Regions from separate parts of the Mus musculus genome. Here regions 1, 2, 3 and 5 are each linked to region 4. The links are chromatin contacts, called in public ChIA-PET, Hi-C and HiChIP or PLAC-seq maps. All regions are on one chromosome and are shown on one strand. The core of a region is the stretch at or near the end of the contact, and the rest is flanking DNA. Distances in the headings are between cores, read along the strand shown.

Evidence for each region. Hi-C and Micro-C count contacts between places; a contact is called where the count stands out from the background. ChIA-PET counts read pairs in DNA pulled down with a chosen protein or histone mark. HiChIP or PLAC-seq counts read pairs in DNA pulled down with a chosen protein or histone mark.
Region 1: an RNA polymerase II ChIA-PET map of memory CD8 T cells shows a contact between it and region 4, with 247 read pairs. The contact joins the promoter of Gpr68 here to the promoter of Calm1 in region 4. A contact is called at or near these places in 5 of 39 promoter capture datasets (HPC-7-derived erythroid cells, embryonic stem cells, liver and 1 more), 1 of 15 datasets of contacts at CTCF or cohesin (large pre-B cells), 11 of 115 datasets of contacts at active chromatin or transcription factors (SST interneurons, effector CD8 T cells, embryonic basal ganglia and 7 more) and 1 of 9 other capture datasets (embryonic stem cells).
Region 2: a contact with region 4 is called in a Hi-C map of rod photoreceptor, with 5 times the contacts expected there. The contact joins the enhancer-like site here to the promoter of Calm1 in region 4. A contact is called at or near these places in 8 of 39 promoter capture datasets (the C10 cell line, embryonic stem cells, frontonasal cranial neural crest and 4 more), 1 of 15 datasets of contacts at CTCF or cohesin (the NIH/3T3 cell line), 7 of 484 Hi-C or Micro-C datasets (CD4 T cells, the G1E-ER4 cell line, cerebral cortex and 4 more), 11 of 115 datasets of contacts at active chromatin or transcription factors (the 230-238 cell line, T-cell acute lymphoblastic leukemia, cardiomyocytes and 8 more) and 1 of 9 other capture datasets (embryonic stem cells).
Region 3: a contact with region 4 is called in an H3K4me3 HiChIP or PLAC-seq map of forebrain, with 3 times the contacts expected there. The contact joins the promoter of A630072L19Rik here to the promoter of Calm1 in region 4. A contact is called at or near these places in 12 of 39 promoter capture datasets (the 3T3-L1 cell line, the C10 cell line, the HPC-7 cell line and 7 more), 1 of 15 datasets of contacts at CTCF or cohesin (large pre-B cells), 4 of 115 datasets of contacts at active chromatin or transcription factors (embryonic forebrain, forebrain, large pre-B cells and 1 more) and 1 of 9 other capture datasets (liver).
Region 5: a contact with region 4 is called in an H3K4me3 HiChIP or PLAC-seq map of bone marrow-derived macrophages, with 5 times the contacts expected there. The contact joins the enhancer-like site here to the promoter of Calm1 in region 4. A contact is called at or near these places in 4 of 115 datasets of contacts at active chromatin or transcription factors (bone marrow-derived macrophages, large pre-B cells, memory CD8 T cells and 1 more) and 2 of 9 other capture datasets (liver and pancreatic islet).

What each region holds. Positions count from the first base shown.
Region 1 is chr12:100,897,228-100,901,668 of GRCm38.p6, reverse strand. Gpr68 (G protein-coupled receptor 68) reads left to right here and starts at 2,289. Exons shown (of 3, transcript NM_001177674.2): 1 at 2,289-2,426. Gm36572 (a long non-coding RNA gene) reads right to left here. Exons shown (of 5, transcript XR_381840.4): 2 at 4,323-4,441; 3 at 1,952-3,248.
Region 2 is chr12:100,847,060-100,851,301 of GRCm38.p6, reverse strand. Dglucy (D-glutamate cyclase) reads right to left here. Exons shown (of 13, transcript NM_145448.5): 8 at 929-1,189. Among named protein-coding and RNA genes, the nearest start is that of Gm36572, 45 kb to the left of the region's middle. Within about 2 kb of position 1,416, at least 18 of the 459 cell types and tissues checked have an H3K27ac peak or open chromatin away from gene starts, as enhancers often do. A contact at or near this core is called in rod photoreceptor, where this site is marked.
Region 3 is chr12:100,935,701-100,940,137 of GRCm38.p6, reverse strand. It overlaps A630072L19Rik (a long non-coding RNA gene), which reads right to left and starts at 2,034. Exons shown (of 5, transcript XR_003950128.1): 1 at 1,487-2,034; 2 at 1-1,387. Ccdc88c (coiled-coil domain containing 88C) reads left to right here. Exons shown (of 30, transcript NM_026681.5): 18 at 1-53; 19 at 980-1,141; 20 at 2,031-2,308; 21 at 4,369-4,437.
Region 4 is chr12:100,197,249-100,201,429 of GRCm38.p6, reverse strand. Calm1 (calmodulin 1) reads right to left here and starts at 1,995. Exons shown (of 6, transcript NM_009790.5): 1 at 1,714-1,995. The coding sequence starts at 1,716.
Region 5 is chr12:100,876,162-100,880,791 of GRCm38.p6, reverse strand. It overlaps Gpr68 (G protein-coupled receptor 68), which reads left to right. Exons shown (of 3, transcript NM_001177674.2): 3 at 1,380-4,110. The coding sequence starts at 1,509. The coding sequence ends at 2,606. Among named protein-coding and RNA genes, the nearest start is that of Gm36572, 15 kb to the left of the region's middle. Within about 2 kb of position 2,636, at least 48 of the 459 cell types and tissues checked have an H3K27ac peak or open chromatin away from gene starts, as enhancers often do. A contact at or near this core is called in bone marrow-derived macrophages and memory CD8 T cells, where this site is marked.

The DNA of each region.
Region 1 (4,441 bases), core at 1,040-3,539, 700 kb before region 4:
TAAGCTCTAAGGATACAGGAAACACCAAAAAACATAGCAGGAAGCCATGCGGTGGCGGCACACGCCTTTAATCAGCACTGGGGGGGGCGGGGGGGCAGAGGCAGGATGATCATATACACTCCTGTCTAGCTCGGACTTCTCAGGAGACCCTGTTTTAGAAACCAAGAGAAGAAAGGGGTATCTGGAATGTTGAATAGCAATATCAATTGGCATGGATTAAATGTTCATTGCTGTGTGCAGAGTCTTGAGCTGAGAAGGCGACCCTTGGTTTAACTCATGTGACATGACCGACCCTCTCTTAGGTAGTGTCCCCATCTTCAGGCAGGGAAAGGCTCACAAAATGGTAAAAGACTGAGCGAAGGTCACCCTGTCAGTATGAAGGGCTGGAATTTAAAGCCAGGTGCTCTGGCTTTCTAACCCGAACTCTTAGCTATATTCAGAATGACAATTTAAACAAAAAGAAAGGCAGGGGTGGAGGAATCGGGGAGGGGGGGTGGTGTGGGGAGGTGGAGGTGAAGTGGTGTGTGTGTGTGGGTGGGGAGGTGACAGACATGTAGGTAATCCCTGGGGCTCTCTAGCCAACCAGTCTAGAAGGTGGTGAGCTTTGAACTCAGGGAAAGACCTTGTCTCAAAAAACCAGGCGGGGTGCCCTCCACACACAGAAGTACATGCATGTATGCACACCACACACAAGATTTACAACGTTCACTACACTCACACATACGAATACAAATTAGGAAAAAAAAAAAACAACGATGAACATTTTCAGGCACAGATAGTTTATTCTGGAAAATTCCATTTGTGAACATTTTTCAAAAAGGAGGGACTTCACAATGGGAACCAGAGAGCAGGCTGAGCCAGTCTCTGTCAGCACCAGAAGAGAAACACCCCCCACCCCACCCCCGCTATTTTGGCTGCTCTTGTACCTTCTGCCTTCTGTGAAAAGTCCCACCTAGAGCAGTAGTTCTCAGCCTGTGTGTCTCCACCCCTATAGGATTGAGTGACCTTTTCACAGGGGTCATCTCAGACCATTGGGGAAAACACAGATATTTACATTATGATTCGTACAGTCGCAAAATTACAGTCATGAAGTATCAATGAAAATAATTTTATGATTGGGGGGTAGGTCACAGCATTAGGAAGGTTGAGAACTACTGACCTAAAGACTACATCCTAGCACCCTGAGCTACCCAAAGGGCTTGGCAGCCACTGACATAGATCTACTCTGTCCCTCTCTAGTCTACACCTCGGTTTGCACTCCATCTCTACCCTGTCTCCCTGTCTCAGACTTGAGCTTTGCAGACCCCCCACCAACCGGTTCAGACATTTATTTCATAGATTCAAGCATGGGTCTCGCAGACAGGCAACTGCATGCCAGCAATCCTACCAGGCAGTGTGAAGACCTCTGGGAAGTGTATCAGTGAAGTCACCAGCCCAAACTGGGAAAGTTCAGAAAATGAGAGGCAGAGGCAAAGGGTCTTGGGGGTGGGGGGTGGGGGGCGGGGGGTGGGGGTGGGGGTAAGACCCACAGGAGCCCAGGTATGCACTTGTGAGAGACCTAGATACAAGGTGGCATAGGGTGGGATGTAGATTTGAATCTCAAAGGCTTCATTAAGTAAGTGGGTGGCCTCGGGCAAGCTATTTGTCCTCTCGTGCCTCAATTTCTCTCCATTATAAATGGGAAAAATAGTAGCACTTGCCTCGTAGAGTTAATCAAATCAACACGTTTAGGTGCGTATAACAAGGCAAACTGTGACTATTTGCTATTAGTGTTTAGGGCAGTATGTAGGGCAGAGGACAGTAAGTTTTCCTTGATGTTTCCATAAAACCAGAGAAGGTCATTCATTATGTCCTTGACTATACCCGCTGGCTCTGGGACAGGGTCTGGGATCCAGAGGCTAAGCCCCAAGCTTCCAGCAGGTAGAGAAAGGCCCAGAACTGTGACACCCACCTCATTTAATGAGTGGATACGTTAGAGACCGAAGATGAACGCAGAAAGGCTCTCTACCTTCCTCCCAGCTTCCCACGTTGGGTTTCAGCGTCCCTGGGAGCGCCTGTGGCTGAAGAAGTCCCCTAGTGCTTCAGCAGCTTGGCTTCTTCCGCAGAGCCAGTCTCTAGGTCAGGATGCTAGCAGGGAGGGGGATGGGGGTGCTGCACCTCCGGGACCGGCGAGCGCTCAGGCCACCTCGGCCCTTCTAGCAGGCGCCTCATCTGTGGCTTGCGGTCAGTGTGAGCTGCAGGGCGTGGACCGACAGGTCTGGCTGTGCCTGACTAGGGTTGGGAGCGGGAGGAATCTCGCACAACGTGGCCCAGAGTGGCTAGGAGAAAGGGACCTGCGTGCCTTGCAGGAGTCCCCAGCCTTTCCAGGAGGCGCACGCACTGCACCAGAGGACATCAGGCCCGCGTCCCAGACTGTCGCTGCACAGGTATGTGTTCCCGCGAGCCAGGCTCCTTCCTTTTGCCATGGTTACTGGTCGCTGGCTTACCAGGGTCGGGAGAAGCGAGGTCTGCTGGGTTCTGAGTCCTGCTCCGGAGCGCAGGGTCGGGTGTGCTTGCGCTCCGGGCCGGCCAGCAAAGGATGCGGGAGCGGCGGCACAAGAGGCGGGCACACCCCCAAACACCACCGTATGCGTGCGGTGAACCCGCAGAATTGACTGTGACCGAAGTCAGCAGGGAATGTCTGCCCTGGAGCGCCAGCGCCCCGGGTCCCTCTCCTGGGTCCAGTGTCTCTTTATGTGGTCGCCACTGGGTTTAGCAGCCGCCCCCGCGGCTGGCTCCGTGGCCACCTGGTAATTTCTTCACCCTCAAAAAAAAGTATGAGACCTCTAACCCTTCATTTACCCAGTTCTGGTGATCTAAAGATTGCATTGGGGTCCTTTTCTATTCACACTCGAGTCTTCGTGGCCCTTCTTCCAACAGGCTCAGAGCTCAAACGCTGAGACCCAAACAATTCTCATGTCCTTACCTTCTGCTCTGGGGGGTAGGGCGGGGAGGGGAGGTTGGGTGGAGCTGGCCCACTGCCAGTCAGCAGGAGCAATAATAACACTTGCTGGTCTGAACGCTTAAATCCCCTCTGGGAATCAAATGTCCGGGAGAAAAAGCTGTGTCCCAGGTCTGGATGAAGGAACAGGTGGACGAAAGCGTGACAGGCGCTAAGGCAGCAAGCCTTCTGGGGTTCAGCACTGGTTTGGTGCCAATGTGCCAGAGGCCTTGGGCATGTCTTGCTGTGAGGGGGTTGGGAAGGATACCTGTGGGTAGATGAATCAACCCTAGAGTTTAATGAGGTGGCATGTGGCAGTCGCTTGCCCTCCCATCTGACACAAATCATATAGTCAAGGCTACGACCTGCTTCATTCTTTTGGCCCCCTGCCTGCATCTCCACCTCTCAACCCAGAGGGAGAGGGGAATTTCCTGAGCTCAGTGGGCTGGGCCGGCTGTATAGGGACCTCTTTCAGTTCCCTGGCCAGTTCCAGAACTTCATGGCTCATTTAAAGCCACTTCTGTTCATTAGAGTTTGGGGCTCCTCTTCCTCTTTTTTTTTTTAAATTTGTTTCTTCACCCTTTCTCTCCTTTCTACTCCCCAGGGGGCTACATGCACGCCATGTGCATTGCTGGTCCGAATGCCCTCCTTTCAAACTTCAGTTGACCCTTCTAAGAAAAGAGACTTGCCTCTAGAGCTCACTCTCTAGTGTAGCGATGAGACCACACACAGGCAAAGCTTGCACCTCCACATAGATGCCAACTCTGAGAATTCCCCTCCCCACCCTCTCTCTGCTGCAGCTTCTTGTTGAAAGGCACACAAAAGGAAGAGATTTATCGGACAGGGACTAGAGTCAGAAGGACTGTTAAGCTGAGATCTCCAGGGGCTTAGCATCCAAATTCCTGTTTCAGCTGGTGGACCCCAGCCAATGTACTTTCCCTCTCTGAACCTTCATATATTGCAGGGAAATAGAGATGACAATACTTACTTGATAGAGTGAATAAAAATAAATAAAATTAAATAACCCTGCAAATGAGTCCAGTACATGGTAGACCCTAAAGTGTTTTGGGAGATAAGAATACTAATGTTCCCACTAGCCACTGTGGCAGAGCAAACCACTTTAAATGTGTGAGCTCCAGCTAGGAGCAGTTGATGGCTTCTGTGGGAGGAAGACTCAGTCTTCTTTAAGGGGGTGACCCATGCGTGATAGGTCAACTCTGATCCACACATAGAAGTGGGGCTCATACTATTCCTATAGATCTGAATGGCTCCTTTTTTTCCCTGGGGAGTAAGCAACAACGTGTGGAATAAATCCAAATCCCGGAAGAGTTAAAATGTATACCTCTGGGTGGCCGAAGAATCAGAATAACTGTTGATAGGGGATAGCAAGATTGAAGAAGGTTGAATTCAAATCCTTCATCAGTTGACAGTATAGTAGTCCCTGCAGCTAATGCTGGAAGA
Region 2 (4,242 bases), core at 167-2,666, 650 kb before region 4:
GAGCCCAGCCAGGCAACATGAGGCACATATCTGAGAAAGGACACACAAAGCCCCTGTCAAGGAGGGTCAGAAACCCCTGTCACGGAGGGTCAGAGAGATGTGGCTCCCTCCTCAGAGCTATGGAGTACAATCCTTGCTGGGCTCCTGCCCATGAGAGGGGAGAAAGGATTCTGCTAAACATAGCCACAGAGGAGAGTCAGGTGGAACCTTCTGTTGGCCCTGGAGCAGAGCTTGACACAGTCACGTGTCCGGCAGTTTTCTGGCCTCACTTGCTGATCTGTCTAGTATTCCTTGGTGCCTCCTCTCCTTTCTTTTTGTGAGGGAACCCAAGGTGAAACCCTAGCTTCATCCCTGTCATCCCCACAGTGGTCTTCCGAGAGCTTCCCCCATAGAGGTCACATGTAACTGGTCTCAGCCTCCTTTTCCACAGAACAAACAACCTGCCTCTATCCTTAAACATTCTGGTTGCCCTGCAGGTGGTTTCCTGGGAGACAGAGCCAGGAAGCTGAGGGAAGGGATAGGGAAAGTGAGGAGTGTGTGTGTGTGTGTGTGTGTGTGTGTGTGTGTGTGTGTGTGTGTATTTTTGAGTGTTCACTAAGATTTATGGCATGGGGTTCTGGCTTGGGTTCACATGGCTTTGGACCTCCAGTGCACTGACTGGTGGAGGTGGTTGGGGAAATGGTCACCGTGTGGACAACCGTGATTGATTAGATCACTTGGGCTTTCTGAAACCTCAACATCTTTTTCTATAAAATGAACCTCTTGTTGCTTATAACAAAGTTGTTCTAGGCTTGGAGATAAAGCACCCTGTTACAAGGACACATCCTGGAGCTGTGTACCTGGCTGAAGGTTGGCACATTGCTTTCTTCCAGTCTCTGCCCACGAAGACCTGCTTGGGGAAATGGCTTGACCCCACCTCACTGCTCACCTTGCCTAATGGCGTCTTCAACAATCCTCATATGCAAGTTCAAGGCTCTCTGGTCTACTACCATGGCGGTCTCCTTCCCCAGAGCCTGTAGGAAGGCAGCTAAGGCGATGGCTCCTGGTGGGCCATCTGTCTCTTCTGGGGGCTCATGATTGAAATGTGTTGGGAATCCAGTGGTGACGAGTACGGAGCGGGCATGAGACAGTGACAAAGCAGCTTGCAGTAGCTCATCTTTAAGTAGTAGGTGCCCGATTCCTCGGTTCCCTAAAATTACAAAAATAAAGTAACATATCTAGGTGATGGTGTTTAAGGTGGATACACTGATAGTTCCGGTTGGTTTTGGTCCAGAAGTCACGTGGAGGAGTGTGGCAGTCTGACCTGTTCATATGCATTCTTGTCCCTCTGACTCCCACCCCTCTCTTAGCCACAAGACTGGTTTGGTCTCAAGGTACATAAGGAAGTGATGGGTGCCCTGCTGAGCCTAGCCCTGTCCTTTCCTGTGCCTCTCCAAACACACCTACCCTCTTTTTGTCCGAAATGTTGATTGATAGCTACAGCAGGTCTGATGGCAGAGCTGCTGGGACCCCAAGTGTCTGGGTAAAGCAGAGTCCCTCCCTGTTGACCCAGAACACTCTCAAGTCATTCAGGATGCTGTTACAGGGAGAGTTGCCTATTAGGGTGTCAACTACATTGCACCTCTGAACTGTGCCTCCAATAATAGAGTCAGGTATTGACTGCCCTCTAGTGGAGAAGTTGAGCAAGTGGGGAGCTATCTGTAGAGGAACCCAGTTAGTCCCAGGGAACACAGATGAGGGACAGTAGTTAGTGCTAAGGTTGCCCAGCCGGGCCAGCTGAGCAACACCACTTCCTGACTCTTCATACCAGCATGCCTCTGTCTACCATCAGGTCTCTTCTACACAAGTGCCATACAGAGGCAGAGTGTGTCTCTAGCCGAGCTGCCTTTAGAGCAGGCTAAAGGGATGTTGACTTGCAGTTGAGGGTCACAGAGAGCATGAAGAATGCTGGCTTTGGATCCCTACTATGGAGTAACTGCTCTAGACTGAGAGTAAATCCATACAGGACCTGGCTCATGATAGCTGTGTGTCGTTAGTCCTATCTTTGCTTCTTCTACATGGATAACAGGGAGGGTAGCCTGGGTGGAAGACGTCTCTGGGGACAGAGATTCCCACCTTCTGGTTGCTGGAGTAGGAGCTGGAAGTTGGGGCCTGGAAGGTGATTTTTTCCCTCTTCCATGTGGTGTCTGGCATCCCAAATAAAGTAGTCGTAGGTATGTGTAAAATTCAGTGAGAAGGGGGTTAACTGTGGCATTGTTTAAGGTACCAGTGATGGATAATTAGTCAAACGGTGGCACGTTCGCACAATGGATCCTTTAAAAAGGATGCTGTCAACTGAGTGACTCATTCCTGGGATCCAGCTCTCCTCTGGGGAGACTGAGGCAGGAGGATTGCAGGGAGTTCAAGGCTAGCTCAGGCTAAAAAGTGAGACTCTGTCTCAAACAAATAAACAGTGTGTAGATGTCGTGAAAAAATTATTTCACGGTATGGAAAGTAATTACAGTTATTTTTAAAAGTCTCAAAATACTATCATGGTGGAGTTCCTGTATGCAAAGATTTGAGCTAAAAGAAAGACTTTAAAGGTAAACACAAGCCTATCGATAATTTATTGATTGTAACGGATTCTGGTAGTTTTAAAAAGTGTGTGGATAGGTGTATGTGATGGTATGTGTTCTCGCGCATGTGTCTGTGTGAATGTGCACATGGAAGCCAGAGACTGAGGTCATGAGTCTTTGGTTGCTTTCTCCAATTAATTTAAATTTAAAAGTTTTTTGTTTTGGTTTTGGTTTTGGTTTTGGTTTTGGGGGCAGGGTCTCTCGCTGAACCCAGAGCTCACTGATTTGGCTGGGCTCGGCTGAATGGCCAGAACGTCTCAAGGATCCCTTGTGTGCCTTCTTAGTCCTGGAGTCCCAGGCACACACTGCTGTGCCATGCTTCTTGTGTGTGCTGGGGACTGAACCCAGCTCCTCCTGCTGCCGACCTGGCAAGGACTTAACTAACTGAGCCAACACCTCAGGCTCCGGGATTCGGGTAATTCTTATGGCTTATTTATTTTCACACATTTTCCTTCCTAAGACTTAGTTTTATTAATTATTAGATTCATTTTTGAGACTGGGTCAAGTCCCAGTCTTGCATTAATGGTCCCCCTGTCTCAGCCTCTTAAATGCAGGGGTCAGAGGCATGCACCACCACCCTGGCTACTTTTGTGTATTTTCTGATGTTCGTACAATGAACATGAAATAGTGATGACAAGAAAGGAGAAGAATAACATCATTTTGTACAATAAAATTGGATGTAACATGGTTCATGGAATCTGATGAGTAATATATTAAAGAGAGGGTGAGGGGGGAGACTTGGGGCAACTGAAGGCTGTGTATATGGATGATGATTTTATTACCAGGGCAAAAACCATTACTATAAATTTTGCATCCTCCATGTCCTCCAGACATATCATATGCAAGTCAATGTCCTCTTAAAGATGACTGAGTGCCTCTATTAATAAGCTCAGTAAATAGTGCCTAACATGCCGCACACCACCATTAATCATATCTGCTTATTTGAGTGGGAATCAAAACCATCTATTGTTCTTGCGGATTAAAGATGGTTTTTCCTAGACGGACTCAGCACATCAGACAGTCATCAATCTGCCTCCTCTGGGACTCAGGCTTCAAGCCCCGCACCAATCTGCAAGAGCGCCGATGGGAGGCAGGCGTTGTGTCTGACCTCTCTGCTCATCCTTACCAAAGCAACCGTAAATCTGCTGTCGGCTCCTTCTTTTAAACTTAAAGCTAATTACAGAGTTAATAATTCATCTTTCCTCATGACGCTATGTTAAATGGGGGAGCTGTCAGCTTGGGTAAGGCTGTATGGGAGGAAGAAACTATCATAGAAAAAAAAAAGAAATATCTACCCAGGAAAGTGAGGAAGAACTCTTTTTTAAAACTACATTTTTAAAGGTGTCTCTGTGTGTGTGTGTGCGTGCGTGTGTGCGTGCATGCGCGCACGCCTATGTGTGCTCTACTTATGTGTCAGAGATCAGAGGGCAACTTGCAGGAATTGTTTCTTTCCTACCACGTCAATCAGGTCATCAGCTTGCTGACAACTTGTCCTTATCCACAGAACCATCTCACTAGCCCTGGAACACTTGTTTTGATTGCCCAGGTATGAATATGGCACACCATGTAAGACTCTATGTACACCTGGCATGACATAACCTCAGGGTGTTCCCGTGGTAGGCATGCA
Region 3 (4,437 bases), core at 785-3,284, 740 kb before region 4:
CCACCATGGAGCTACTCCGTGTGAAGGACCGGGCCATCGAGCTGGAGCGCAGTGTGAGTGGGCTGCCCGCAAAGTGACCACACTGTTTGCAGGTGTCCCAGTATAGCAGACTGTCACTGCTGAGTTGTCCTGGCCCAGGGGGAGCACACCCAGTCTCCCGGGCTGAAGCCTACCTGCTGTGACACGCCCAGAGCAGATCCACCAGCCTCATCCCCATCGTGTTGGGTTTTCCAGAGCTGCATCCCAGCCTCTCCTCCCAAGCTGTATCTAAGCAAAGCTTTATTGACATGCAGCCGCACCTTTTATATTTGCACGTGCTCTGGCTGCTTTCCCACTGCCAGGGCAGGGGCAGCTTTCGTCGTTGGGACAGAGATAATGTGGCCACCAGACCTGAGAGTACTTACTCTTGGCCCTTATCAGAAAAAGGTCTCCAGTGCATGCTAAGTCCTCCAGTTCTGTTTGTTTCACAGCAGTGACTTCATGAAGTCCATCCCGATGATTCTCAATGGACAAGAGAGCTGAGACAACATTAGAGGCTTTCGCCAAGGCATGCTGATGAGGGGTAGCACCAGCCCGGGCCCTGCCTCTTAGCCTGATCAGTGGCGTAATAGATACGGCCTTTGTTAGTTTCCTGTTCCACTCGCTGTCTCAGGGATATGGACAGCTAGTGATGAGGGCTTGAGCTCTGTAGTCAGTGGGGGGAGTGGCTTCAGCTCACAGAAAAGTACTTTTGGGGTATTCCACACCAAAGGAAACAAAGGGACTCATGTAAGTGGCATTCGTGCCTGTATGCCCCAGGGCCCAGGCAGTAGTCCCTATATTGTCTCTGTAAATTCTATTCATTGTCCTTTTCCAAGACAGAAACTATTAACTTCCCGTACCTGAAGACCCCCAGCTACCTCTGCCCTTGAAGGTTCAGTAAAACCCCAGGCCCTATGCTCACCATGCTGTGTGTAACTGGCGCGTGCTTCTCCCCTAGAACGCAGCTCTTCAGGCCGAGAGGCAGCTGCTGAAGGAGCAACTACAGCACTTGGAGACTCAGAACGTGTCCTTCAGCAGCCAGATCCTGACCCTACAGAAGCAGAGCGCCTTCCTGCAAGAGCACACCACCACGCTGCAGACCCAGACTGCGAAGCTGCAGGTAGCAGGACGCTAATGGTGCCTCGTGGGAGCTGCAAGGCCAGGCAGGGGGACCTGGAGACAGGCTGGTTGCTAAGAGGCTTACTGTATACCGTAGATGTATACAGTCTCTTTTTAAGCTTGGTGGAACAGTTTCTGTGCAGTATACCTGTATTATGCTGATAGAGGGCAAATGAGGCTGTGACCTGGCTTCCCTCTGCTGGAAGCAGCCAGCAGGGCCAGCCCCTCAGTCTGCTTATCCTGTGGTCTATAGGTGATGGGGAAATGAAAAATTATTCATTAATGTAATTTCTGGGAAAAGTTGGAAAGTTACATATGGGGCAGAGACAATAAACAGGAAACTTACTTGGCAGAGAAGTTGGGTTTGTTTTGTTAAAATAAGAAAATAGGATGTTGGTTTGTTACTTTGTTTTGGAAAAAGTCTTTGTCTGGTTTTAATATAAGAGCAGTTCTGGCCCCTGTTCAGTTTTTAATGTCTTGGGGTTGTGTTAGAATACTTTAAAAACTCAGGTGGTCAGATGTGGCCCGTTAATAAAAGTGCTTAGCATGTACACAAGGTCCTTGGTTCAGGCCCCAACAGCACAAAAATAAATATGTAAAAATCAATTGGTTGACAGTATTATCTGGTACTCAAGAAAATAGGCTTTAAAAATAATCAGTAATGACATGCAAGGGGCTCACGTAGACGGAGGACATGATTTCTGGAGTTGGCTCAGGATGATATCCTTCTCGCAGCCAGCGTTTTGCCATGTTGGCCCCACTTCCTAAGCCAAGTCCTCAAGTTCCGGTAGCACTGTCCCCGGCTGGCCTGCCTTGAGGTCCCTCTGAGGCTGGCTGTTGCTGGTCATCCTCGGCCTGATCACTCGCAGGGCTCTCTGCTCTCCCTCCAGGTGGAGAATTCCACACTGAGTTCCCAGAACGCAGCGCTCAGTGCACAGTACACGGTGTTGCAGAGCCAGCAGGCTGCCAAGGAGGCCGAGCACGAGGGTCTGCAGCAGCAGCAGGAGCAGCTGGCAGCCGTCTATGAAGCCCTGCTGCAGGACCACAAGCACCTGGGCACCCTGTACGAGTGCCAGTCCTCAGAGTATGAGGCCCTCATCCGCCAGCACAGCTGCCTGAAGACGCTGCACAGGAACCTGGAGCTGGAGCACAAGGAGCTGGGGGAGAGGTGAGAGGTGGGGGGGGGCCTGGAGGCAAGGGAGGCCGAGGCTGGGGACAGGCAGGCTGGTGTGGGGAGACGGCCTGTGGTGGAGGCAGCTGCTGTGTTGAGCCCCTTAGGCTGTCACAGAGCTTGTGGTACTTTCCTAAGGGCCAAGTGCATCTCGTCTCTCCCCCACATTTCCTCTTGGCAGGCTGCTCTGCATTGTTGCTTGCACCTGAGCTTTCTCAAGGGAAGGAAATAGAGCCTTTAGCAACTTCTGCTTCCTTTTTGTTTGTCCAGCTGGGGATTGTGGCAGGGGACACTGGGGCCAAGGAGTGCCATGGCCCACGCTGGTTCTGGGTGGCCCAGTGTAGACACTTGGAGACCTATTCTCTAAGAATGCTTTCTCCTTCCTCCTCCGTCTGACCTACACCCTTGGGAAAATTCTGGCTACCATTGTGCAGGGTTGTGTTTATCCACACTTCAGAATCCCTTTTCCAAGTCTGAGGCTAGAATGCTTGCTTAAAGGAGGGGGCGGGGCGGGGGGACCAACCCAAATCCTCCCATTATGTTAAGTATTTAACGTGTACAACAAAACACAGAGTAACCCCACACCTCTGATCTCAGCACAGTTGGAAGGTCGAGAGAGGGAGGGAGGGAGCTGAGCCCTCAGCTGCCCCCCCCAGATGCCCACACTACCTTCATCCTTTAATCCACACCAGGTGCTTTTCTTTCTTTTTTTTTTAAAGGTATACTTTGCATATGTTGAAAAATACTATGTGCTAACTTTTCACCATAGCATCCCAGGTCCTGGGATGTGTGTCCTTGATTCACTCACTGTTGGCTGAGCTCCTGTGTCGTTGATTCACCCACTGTTGGCTGAGCTCCTGCCCATGCACCGAGGGTTCTAGATCCCTGAGCGCACATACTGAGGGTCCAAAGTCCTGTCTTGTCAGCTACTTAGTGTCCTTGGCTGGACATAGCTGGAGGCTCCTTCCGTCTGTGCACTGGGCTGTGAGTGTCTGTCACACAGCACTGAGTAAAGTCTGAGTTCTCATCTGCTACCTAACTGGACTCCTGCCATAAACTTACTGTCTTGTCAAAGGCTCAGTGGTAGTAAGCCAGACCCCAAAAGCCTGTGGGCTGAGTGTGCCCTGCTGAAGTGCCACACGGGGAGCAGGGATTAGGCAGGCAGCCCTGCTGGTCAGTCTGTGGCCTTTATTTGTCAACCTCCATGATTCCCCCACAATCACTAACTTAGGTGGAAGCCCGACGGTTCTCTCATCTCATCCCCCACCATGATGGGGCCACCTCTGCACTTTGGCCATTAAGTGACTTTCCTACTTGGGGCTCCAGTGAGATGATCCAGGTGCAGCTGATGTGGAGGGTGGGACTAGAGAAGAGACTGGAGACCCCAACCGTGCTACTGCTATGAACTCAGAAGAGAAGTGGGGGAGGGGGGAGGGAGCAGATTTCTGAGCAGGATGATTGAGGAACCTGCCTCAGGCCTCTCCTCTCACTGACTTGGAGAGTCTAGGGTGACAGTCAGGGTTTGTCACTTTTCTACCCTTGTGCTATGCTGCCCCCCAGTGGCAGCTGTGCAACCTGCAAGGATTGAGTGAGAAAGAAAATTCATCATGGCAGGGAGGTCTCACCCACCCACTCCCAATGCCAGGAACAGATATGTGGGCTCCCATACAGGAGGGTGTGAGGGGGGATTAGCTGCTTCATACACGGAATTTAGCTGTTTATTCTGTGGTTTCCTTTAGATCTACTGGTTCTTAATGAGCCACTTTGTAGCACAAGTCTCTAAAAGGTGTAGAGTAAAACCCTAATGCTCTCGGGCGGCCTACAAAAGGAGACAGGCCATGACAGGGAATAGAAGATGAACCTGACACTGGGGGAGCCAGTGATGGACGACCCCACTCTGGCAACATTTCTCTTGCTTCCCTGCCGTCCAGCCTCTCACCTCTCCCCAGAGAAAAGGTTTCAGAGGAATCCCCCCTCTTTCTGAGAGGGTATGTTCCAGTTTCCCGGAGTGTGAGTTGCTTGTGGTAGATAAAGCCTGGCCATGCTTCCGCCACTAGGCACGGAGACTTACAGCAGCGTAAGGCAGAGCTGGAGGAGCTGGAGAAAGTACTGAGCACCGAGCGGGA
Region 4 (4,181 bases), core at 746-3,245:
GTACTAAATGGCCACAAAGGTGGTTTTCATTTGCATTAATATTTAGTTTTTGCACCTCTGAACCTGTGCCTCTAGCCAGGAGAATATATGCTTTAATAAAGCCAGTTACAAAATAAACCCCAAGAGAAATCCGATGGCACTGGAGCTCATTTCTTTTCCGTGGCAACTCAGTTAATTATCGATTTGGGAGAGAACGAACTTCTACTTTTTAAATTCTAAGTGGGTCTTCCCTTCTATCCATTACTGGAAGCTACTTTTAAGGCAAATGGAGACACGATTTATGTAATGCTCGCCATGTCAGTCTTGCACGACAGGAAGCACTGTCACACCTCGTAGGAGAAACCAGCTCACCAAGGAGAGGAGTTCCACCTCCTCGGGAAAATTCTCTGACTAGAGGCCTGTCAAGTGCATCTACCTTCGGGACAACGACTCCCCCACCTCAACCCCAAGTCATTCTGGCTTTGGGTCAAAGGCGTTCCAGAACCTGCCGAGAACGACCTAGCCACCTTGCCAGGGCTGAAGGTGCTGCTGGTGATGTCAGCTCTGCCTGGCGAGGGAGAAGGGGGCTACGGCACACGCACACGGCCAACCACATATTCGCATCTGGCAATCCAGAGGCGGCAGAGAAAGCGGAAACGTACAGATGGGCATCTCCCTGCCGCCCAGGGAGCAGCGAGAGACAAGGGGCATGCCGGGCGAGGGGCCGCACTAGGGTGAAGACCCAAAGGGGCCCCAGGACCGTGGTGCTGCCTATCTCCAGCACCTCCCACCGCTCCTGCTCCCCCAGGCACTGAGCCTGCCGCCGCCTCCTCCCCAGCAGAAACTTTGCGTCTCTAATGGAAACCGAGGAGCGCGCCAACTCTCTCCTCCCCCGCCCTGCCGCCCCAATTAGCGCGAGCCGAGCACCTCCCGCGGGAAGGGGCCTCCCCGCGGACACGAGCGATCGCGCCCGTCTCGCGCGGCACCGGGAGGGGGACCGAGGTCGCACGGCCCAGCCACGCGCGCGGCCACCCTGCGGGGCCCCGCCCGGGCGCAGGGCGGCCGCTTCCGCCCTCTCCGCCCCCCAGCCTTCGCCTTCCTGCCCCCAACCCCACCCTTCCCCGGCTCCTTCCTTCCCAGCTCACGCCCGCGCCGCGCCCCCCGGGAGGAAGGAGGGGACCGCAAGCGAGGGGGGACTCCCGACTGGGCTGGTCAGGGGGTCTGAAGGTGGCTGAGGACACCCCGAGGCCGCGGTCCAAGCCCTGTACGTCTCCCGGCTCGCCGCGACCCATTCATTCTCCGCGGTCGGGGACTGACTACCGGGACGTCGCGGCCTGCCCCGCCCGGCTCCCCCGCCCCGCTGGCCCCGGCCGAGGCGCTGCGCTGCAGGCAGCCCGGGTGCGGCGCGTTGGATGCAGTGGGTGCGGGGCTGGCGGAGGGGGTGGATGCGGAAGGCCCCGGTGCAGCTGTGGCAGCGGCTCCAGCCCGCGCACAGCCCACTGTAGAGTCCAGCCCCAGAGGCGCCCAAAACTCAGAGGAGGTTCTCTGGCAGCCAGAGCGGAGATGCAAACCCGAAAATACATCCCCTTTCACTGCAGCTGCTGCGTAACACCTGGCAAAATGGGGTAGGGGGTAACCTCAACCAGGAAAAGGGGGAGACCCCAAGACTCAACTACAAATCTGTTCAGAAAGCTCGGGCAGCTGCTACGTCTGCCACTGCCGATCCCAACCTACCATGGTGCGAGCGAAGGAAGGAAGAACGGAGCAGGCGAGGGTGGCTGCACCAGCGCAGGGGCTGTGACCGCCGAGGTGCCTCCGCTTCTGCTGCTGCTAACGCGCTACCTGCGTTGTGCGCTGAGCCTCAGCCGCCGCCCGACTTCGAGTAACGGCACCACGGACACGAGACTCCCAGCACCACTGCCGTAGCGCGAGCCTGTGTGCCGCGATATATATACGGTGCGCGGTATCCCTCCGCCGCGGCAGTACCGCCTCGCGCAGGGCGGCGCTGCGGCAGCCGGACCTCACCGCAAGGCTCCGCCCCCCAGGCGCGCCCGGCGCGGCGGGCCCATTACGCGGGCAGGGGTCACTGGGGAGTCGGAGACCTGAGCGAGGGTGCTGGTCTGTTGCTGCAAGAGTCCTCTAGAGCTGGAATGCCTGCGTAGCGAAATCTGGGGGGCCGTCCCGGGCTTCCAGGCGCGTGTCCGTCACTCAGCCCCACTTCACCTGTGTGTCCCCCCTCCCACCACTCCTGGTGGCTTCGAGGTTGCAGAGCCACCAATCCTGGGTCCCCCACAGGGGAGGACCTGGAGGAGATCTAGGGGCTGAGGACAGCCGCGGGGAGGCGGAATCCAACCTTAGCTGTAGAGGCGAGAGGACTGTGTTGAGGACACGGTGGTTGGCCTTGGGGAAGAAATTGGTCAGATAATGTTACTTTTCTCATTTTGGAGAACTGTCCGAGGCACAGTTAGAAGCTCAGTTGCTAGGTCTGTGTGGTGTTGACACGCTCAACCAGTCTAGTTTTCGTGTTTTTACATACCTACTAAAATTTTAAAGATGCTTGAAGAGTTGTCCCTTGCTAGGTTTGTTCCTTATTTCCTGTGGCAAATTCTATTAGGCCTGCTTCCAAAATTAACGTAGTGAGCGGCTTATGTCGCCCTCAGAGCCCACGCTTTTGAGTTTTTCCTAATTGTCCTGGTCCTGGAAATTCATAAATTGATATATACAAAGAAGGGGAAAGATACACAGGATCACTCTGATTACAGCTGGAACTTGTGCAGCCAATTGATTCTAGTAGGGTGCTCCACTATCTTAATTACAATCTTAATTATAGTCCTTAAATAATGTTTTAACCTTTAAATTTACTATTCTTTGTTCTTCTGTAAACTAGGGTGGGGGTGGGGACAGGGACGACCAAAAACTGTTTCAGGTCTTAGTTTGGAGCCTGGAACTTAAAAGAAGAAGAAGAAAATCTTAACAAAATGCTGCAGTTTCGTTTCTTGCCAAGACAAAGCGCAGAATTTGATCTTTTGTTTGCAAGGCCAGGACAAGCTGCAGGTTGTTTCTTCTTTCAGAAATTGTGGCAAAATGTGTGATTAGCATGCTCCTCTCTGGAAAGACTAGTTACCTTTCTTTTCTGGCTTTGTCAAAGTTTGCAGATAGGTGTTTTAAAAGATTCAAAAATGTCCCTGAACATTGCAAACGCCAGAGGACTTCTTAGGATCACCTCAGACAGTATGTCAGCAGCTGTGGGACTGCGCTTCAATTTGTTCTTCCTAGAATGCTACAGAAAGGGTTAACCTGCTGTTTAAGGAGAAGCTGTAGCAGGCAGCCCCCCCCCCCCAAGGGTACTGCTGGCCCTCTTGCAAATGGTTTAAAAACCATTCACAGTCAGACACATAATATCCCTATGTTCACAGAAAAGAGACTAATAAAAATTCAGTTTAAAGCATAGTCAATAATCCAATGAATTACAGGTCTACATAGCCAAGCTCATTATTATAACTAATGATTACTAAAGGAATTTGGATTTTTTTTTTTTGTCAGACTTCCTAAGGAAGTTAGCTAAGTGCATTTTAACATTTGGTATGCAGTGACAAGGGAGAAATGATGTCCTAAAAATGAAAATATGTTTAATTACTGGGGTCCTTTTGTTTCTGGTAGTCTTCCATCCCTTATAGTTATTTTGGTTACATAGCTACAATCTATGGTTTTGCAAAACCTGTCCAATACTTTCCTGTGTCATTTAACAAATTCACTGAATAAAGTGCTCTGAAACCTTTTCATGACTTTACTTGCTAAGTGCTATTCACCTTAGGATTATCTTAATCATCATAGAACAATTTTCTGTTTGTTTATATTTTACAAATGAGTGCTCTTTTGGAATTCTTTAACATATCAAAGCGCGTCTTAGCTTTCAAGTGTAGTGGGTTTGTAATGAGGTCATGCTTTGCACAGTTTTATGGCTAGTTTCACACACTGAAATATAAGAAGGTCAAGTGACTTGCCCAGGATCTTCCTGTGAGGCGGTGATTGGGCATAAACTAGAGCGTGAGCCTTTGCTCAGGGCTCTAATATTAGATTGTATATTAGTGAAATCAGTATCTGAAAATTTAAAGATACAATGTTAGAGACTTGACTACTTCATACGTCAGGTTTTCTGTCTGACAACATAGGTCCACTGAATGTTCGTGTCCCAGTGAATT
Region 5 (4,630 bases), core at 1,387-3,886, 680 kb before region 4:
TCCCAGATGACGTCAGCACGAACATTCAGGAGACCTGTGGCAGTAAATTTAATCAGGAGACAGTTGGCAAATGCTGACCCTAAAAGGGCTTCTTCAAGGTATATAATGCCAAAAAGCCTTTAAAATGCCACTTTGTCAGGGCAGATGGCACGTGCTGTCACCCCAGCACTGGGGAGCCCTAAGGAGGCGTGCGAGTTTGACACCCCAGTCCGTGCTACACAGCGAGAAAAAGCTGTTCGAAAATACTAATAGTAATAAAGACTAGAAAGAGAAACCAGAAAGTGCTGATCCAGTGAGATTTGTTTTCAGCTGAGAGAGAAGGGTTAGATCAGCAGAACAGTTCAAGCCTCTCCTGCTTTGATGGGTTAATTTATCAAACACACCGGCAGCAAACCATTCTACTCTACCCTTGGATATGATTGTGGCCTGGAGTTCCCTTTGTTAAATTCTCAACGTGGTAAATGGCTCACTCATTTGGTGAAGAAGCAGAGCATCTCTGAGTCTTCCTTTTGCCCCTGCTAAAAATTACAACTCACCCCTTGGCCCCTGACAGGGATTATCATGCAGCCTCCCACCTATCACCCTCCTGACACTGACCAAAAGGGAAGGTTTTGGTTTTCCATTACAGATGGTTGTGAGCCACCATGTAGTTGCTGGGATTTGAACTCGGGACCCTCTGGAAGAGCAGTCGGTGCTCTTAACCACTGGGCCATCTCTCCAGCTCCAGGGAAGGTGTTTTTAATCCTCAAATTCCAGATGAGGAAACTGAGGCTCAGAAAAGGTTACTGACTCACAAACTTACACAAGTGCCTGGCCTTGGCTTGACAATCAATTGTTTTGATCTCTAGTCCAGAACCTAGCCCAAGATCCATTGAGGTAACCCAGGAACTCAGGCCGGGCCCTGTGATGAGAAACTATCCTTTATTCCTTGCCAAAGCACAGAAGGATGCAGAGCAAGGCGTTTTTTCTTCTGATGCCCTGGGGAGAAGTCCCTGGAATGGCTGTGGCCTCATTGGTTGGCCTAGTTTGTCCAGTCCTATGATTGTTACTGCTGTGTAAGATGACAAAGCCCTTACGCTGCGTTCAGGTTTAAAATGTTCTTGCCTCCAGTCTCCTTTGGAGAGCCAGGATCTCCTCCTTACCTCCATTGCTTGTACCAGGGGGCTAGTAAAATAAATAAGGGAATGAGGAGATAAATAAGGGAAGGCAGAGACAGGGAGCCATAAGCTGCACATTGGTGTTTTGGAATGTGCGCCACCACTGCCCGGCCTGGTCCAGAGTTTAAATGAATATAGCATATAGAACAGTGCCTGATAATGACAGGTGTCACATAAACGGTAGCTGTGATTATTCAAAGTCTTTTCCACCTTCACTTCTAGGGGGTCCGCCTACCACCAGTGATGCCTAGATCCTGATACATTTGCATCACCTTCTATAAACAAGATGGCAAGAGAGGGATTGGCTCCATCTCCAAGCCCATGAGGAATAAGGCTCCTTCTGGCCCAAAGATGGGGAACATCACTACAGAAAACTCCTCACTATCTTGCCCCATCGACCACACCATCCACCAGACACTAGCCCCAGTGGTCTATGTGACCGTGCTGGTGGTGGGCTTCCCAGCCAACTGCCTGTCCCTCTACTTCGGGTACTTGCAGATCAAGGCCCGGAATGAGCTGGGAGTGTACCTGTGTAACCTGACCATTGCAGACCTGTTCTATATCTGTTCACTTCCCTTCTGGCTGCAGTACGTGCTTCAGCACGACGACTGGTCCCATGGTGACCTATCCTGCCAGGTGTGTGGCATCCTCCTCTATGAGAACATTTACATCAGCGTGGGCTTCCTCTGCTGCATCTCCATCGACCGCTACCTGGCTGTGGCCCACCCCTTCCGCTTCCACCAGTTCCGCACCCTGAAGGCAGCCGTGGGTGTCAGTGTGCTCATCTGGGCCAAGGAGCTGCTGACCAGCATCTACTTCCTCAATCACAAGGAGGTCATTGAGGACGAGGACCAGCACCGAGTCTGCTTTGAGCATTACCCTATCCAGGCCTGGCAGCGTAGCATCAACTACTACCGCTTCCTGGTGGGCTTTCTCTTCCCCATCTGCCTGCTGCTGGCCTCCTACCAGGGCATCCTGCGGGCTGTGCGCCGCAGCCACGGCACACAGAAGAGCCGCAAGGACCAGATTCAGCGGCTGGTGCTCAGCACCGTGGTCATCTTCCTGGCTTGCTTTCTACCCTACCACGTGCTGCTGCTGGTACGCAGCCTCTGGGAGAGAAACTGTGAGTTTGCCAAGAGCATCTTCAACGTCTATCACTTCTCCCTCCTCCTCACCAGCTTCAACTGTGTAGCTGACCCGGTGCTGTACTGCTTTGTCAGTGAGACCACTCACAGGGACCTAGCCCGCCTCCGAGGAGCCTGCCTAGCTGTCCTTACCTGCTCTAGGACAAGCAGGGCCAGGGAGGCCTACCCTCTGGGTGCCCCTGAGGCCTCTGGGAAAAGTGGGGCCCAGGGCGAGGAACCTGAATTGTTAACCAAGCTCCACTCAGCCTTCCAGACCCCTAGCTCACTGGGAGTGGGAGGGCCCTCCACAGTGGGGTTGGCCTAGCTTGAGTCACGTGTATGAGGCTAAGTTAGGCCCTGAGCTTTCACCAACAGGCCTTGTGGTCGGGAGCTTGCATGGTGGCTGTCTCCCACTTTACCATGTACGGGTGCCTCTCTCCTCAGGAAGGAACCATGGTTTGGGCCACAGCCAGGTCCCTCTGGCCCCTGGAAACCTGCTCCGTGTCCTGAGCCTGGGCACTGCTGACTGTGTGAATGAGCCCTGTCTCCTCCCATGTTCTTGGTGGCCGCCTGGGCTGCAGATGGGAGGGAGTCGGCATCGTCACTTCCAGGAGATTTGCAAAGAGCAGCAGGCCTGGGGTGCGGAGAGGAGGGTAGGACCCTGCGTGGTCACCTGCCAAGCCTTCCAGTGCCCCTGTTGTCACAGACGATACCAGCCCAAGTGTGCTATGGTCTTGTGTGACACAGGAAGCTATATAGCCACCATCAGTATTTGAGCTTGCCTCTAAACTAGTCTAGGCCAGAGGACTGGTTAAGGTGAAGAACAGGGGCGGGGTTGGTGGCTAGGGATAACAGCAGAGAGGCAGTCAGGGAAGAAACCCCAGCATCAGGCACGTCTCACTTTACAGAACTTATGGAACAGGGCCCCACCCCCAAGGGCTGATGGCAAAGAAACCCCAGGGATGCCGGAGAGATGTCAGGGGCCCTCAAAACATCGTACTAAAGCTTAATAAGAAGACTTAGGCCTAAAACTGCGTCCTTAGCCAAGTTCCTGGCACACAGGGTTTCTCTGTGTAGCCCTGGCTGTCTTGGAACTCACTCTGTAGACCAGGCTGGCTTCGAACTCAGAAATCCGCCTGCCTCTGCCTCCCAAGTGTTAGGATTAAAGGCGTGCGCCACCACTGCCCAGCCCTAATTAGCTTTTTGTGTCCGTCTAGTCTAAGTGTCAGACCTGAGAGCCTAAGGGAGAAGAAAGAGGGAGAATATAAAAAAAATGGCAGGGTGTCCATGGCAACTGTATGCCAAGACATTGATACTAACTAGGATCATGTATCTGTTGTCAGTAATTCCTACCCTTCTCCCCATGCACCATAGAGCATCCAGCAGCTTTTGAGAGGAGTGTGACAGTGACAGTTTCCCAGAGTTCCTAAGTGCAATGAACTAACCACACACACACACACACACACACACACACACAATCATGTCTCGTGACCACAGGTTTGGCTTAAGCTGCATTTTGGTATAGGAGAGTTGGCAGAGATGGCTGCATGCCAGAAAGACCTACACCTTCCCCAGCCTCGGTCCTTACAGGCCAATGGTGATAGCTAAGTGTTCTGTGCCTCCTCATCCCACAGTATTTCCCCTGTTTGACCTGAAATTCTGGATTCTCACTGGCTTGGACTGGAGCAAGCTAAGCCCAGCTCCCCTTACTAAGGAGTGCTGTATTTTTGTATTGTTTTCTCTCTTATGCCAAGTATCCCTGTGTTGGACTGTGAGGTGGGTTTATGTAGTGACTTCAGTCAGCAAATAAAACAAAGTAGCCAATCATAGCAGAGTGTGTGCAGTCCTTATAGGCAGAGACTCCACCCACACCAGGAAGATCAGGTGTGTCCTTGAAAGACCCCAAATAGAAAGATCCAAGGGCAAGATGGGGGTTGCATTTGAGTGCCTAACAAGTGGTTAAGCCCAAGCCACAAGGACAGTAGAGTTTTCTCTTCTGCCTCATGGCAAAGCCCATGAATCCGTGCAGCATGGCAAAGCCCATACATCCATGCAGCATGTTGCAAAGCTACCCTGGATGCATCTGTGCAGGTGGTGTTGTAGATTCACCCTGGGACTTTTAAGGACAACACCCAGCCCTGTGGTTTAGCGAACAAGACTCCCTCTGTCTTTGACCACATGGGACTCTGCATATTGAGTATCTCCCCAACCCCGACCCCCCCTGACCCCTCCCCCCCCCCCCCCGCAAGGGTGAGCCCCCATCAGACCAGAAGAAGAGCCTGTTTCACTCATCTCTGGCATTTCCCCAGAACCAACTGGTTTTGCTTGCAGCCGCCCACCTTGCTTGTT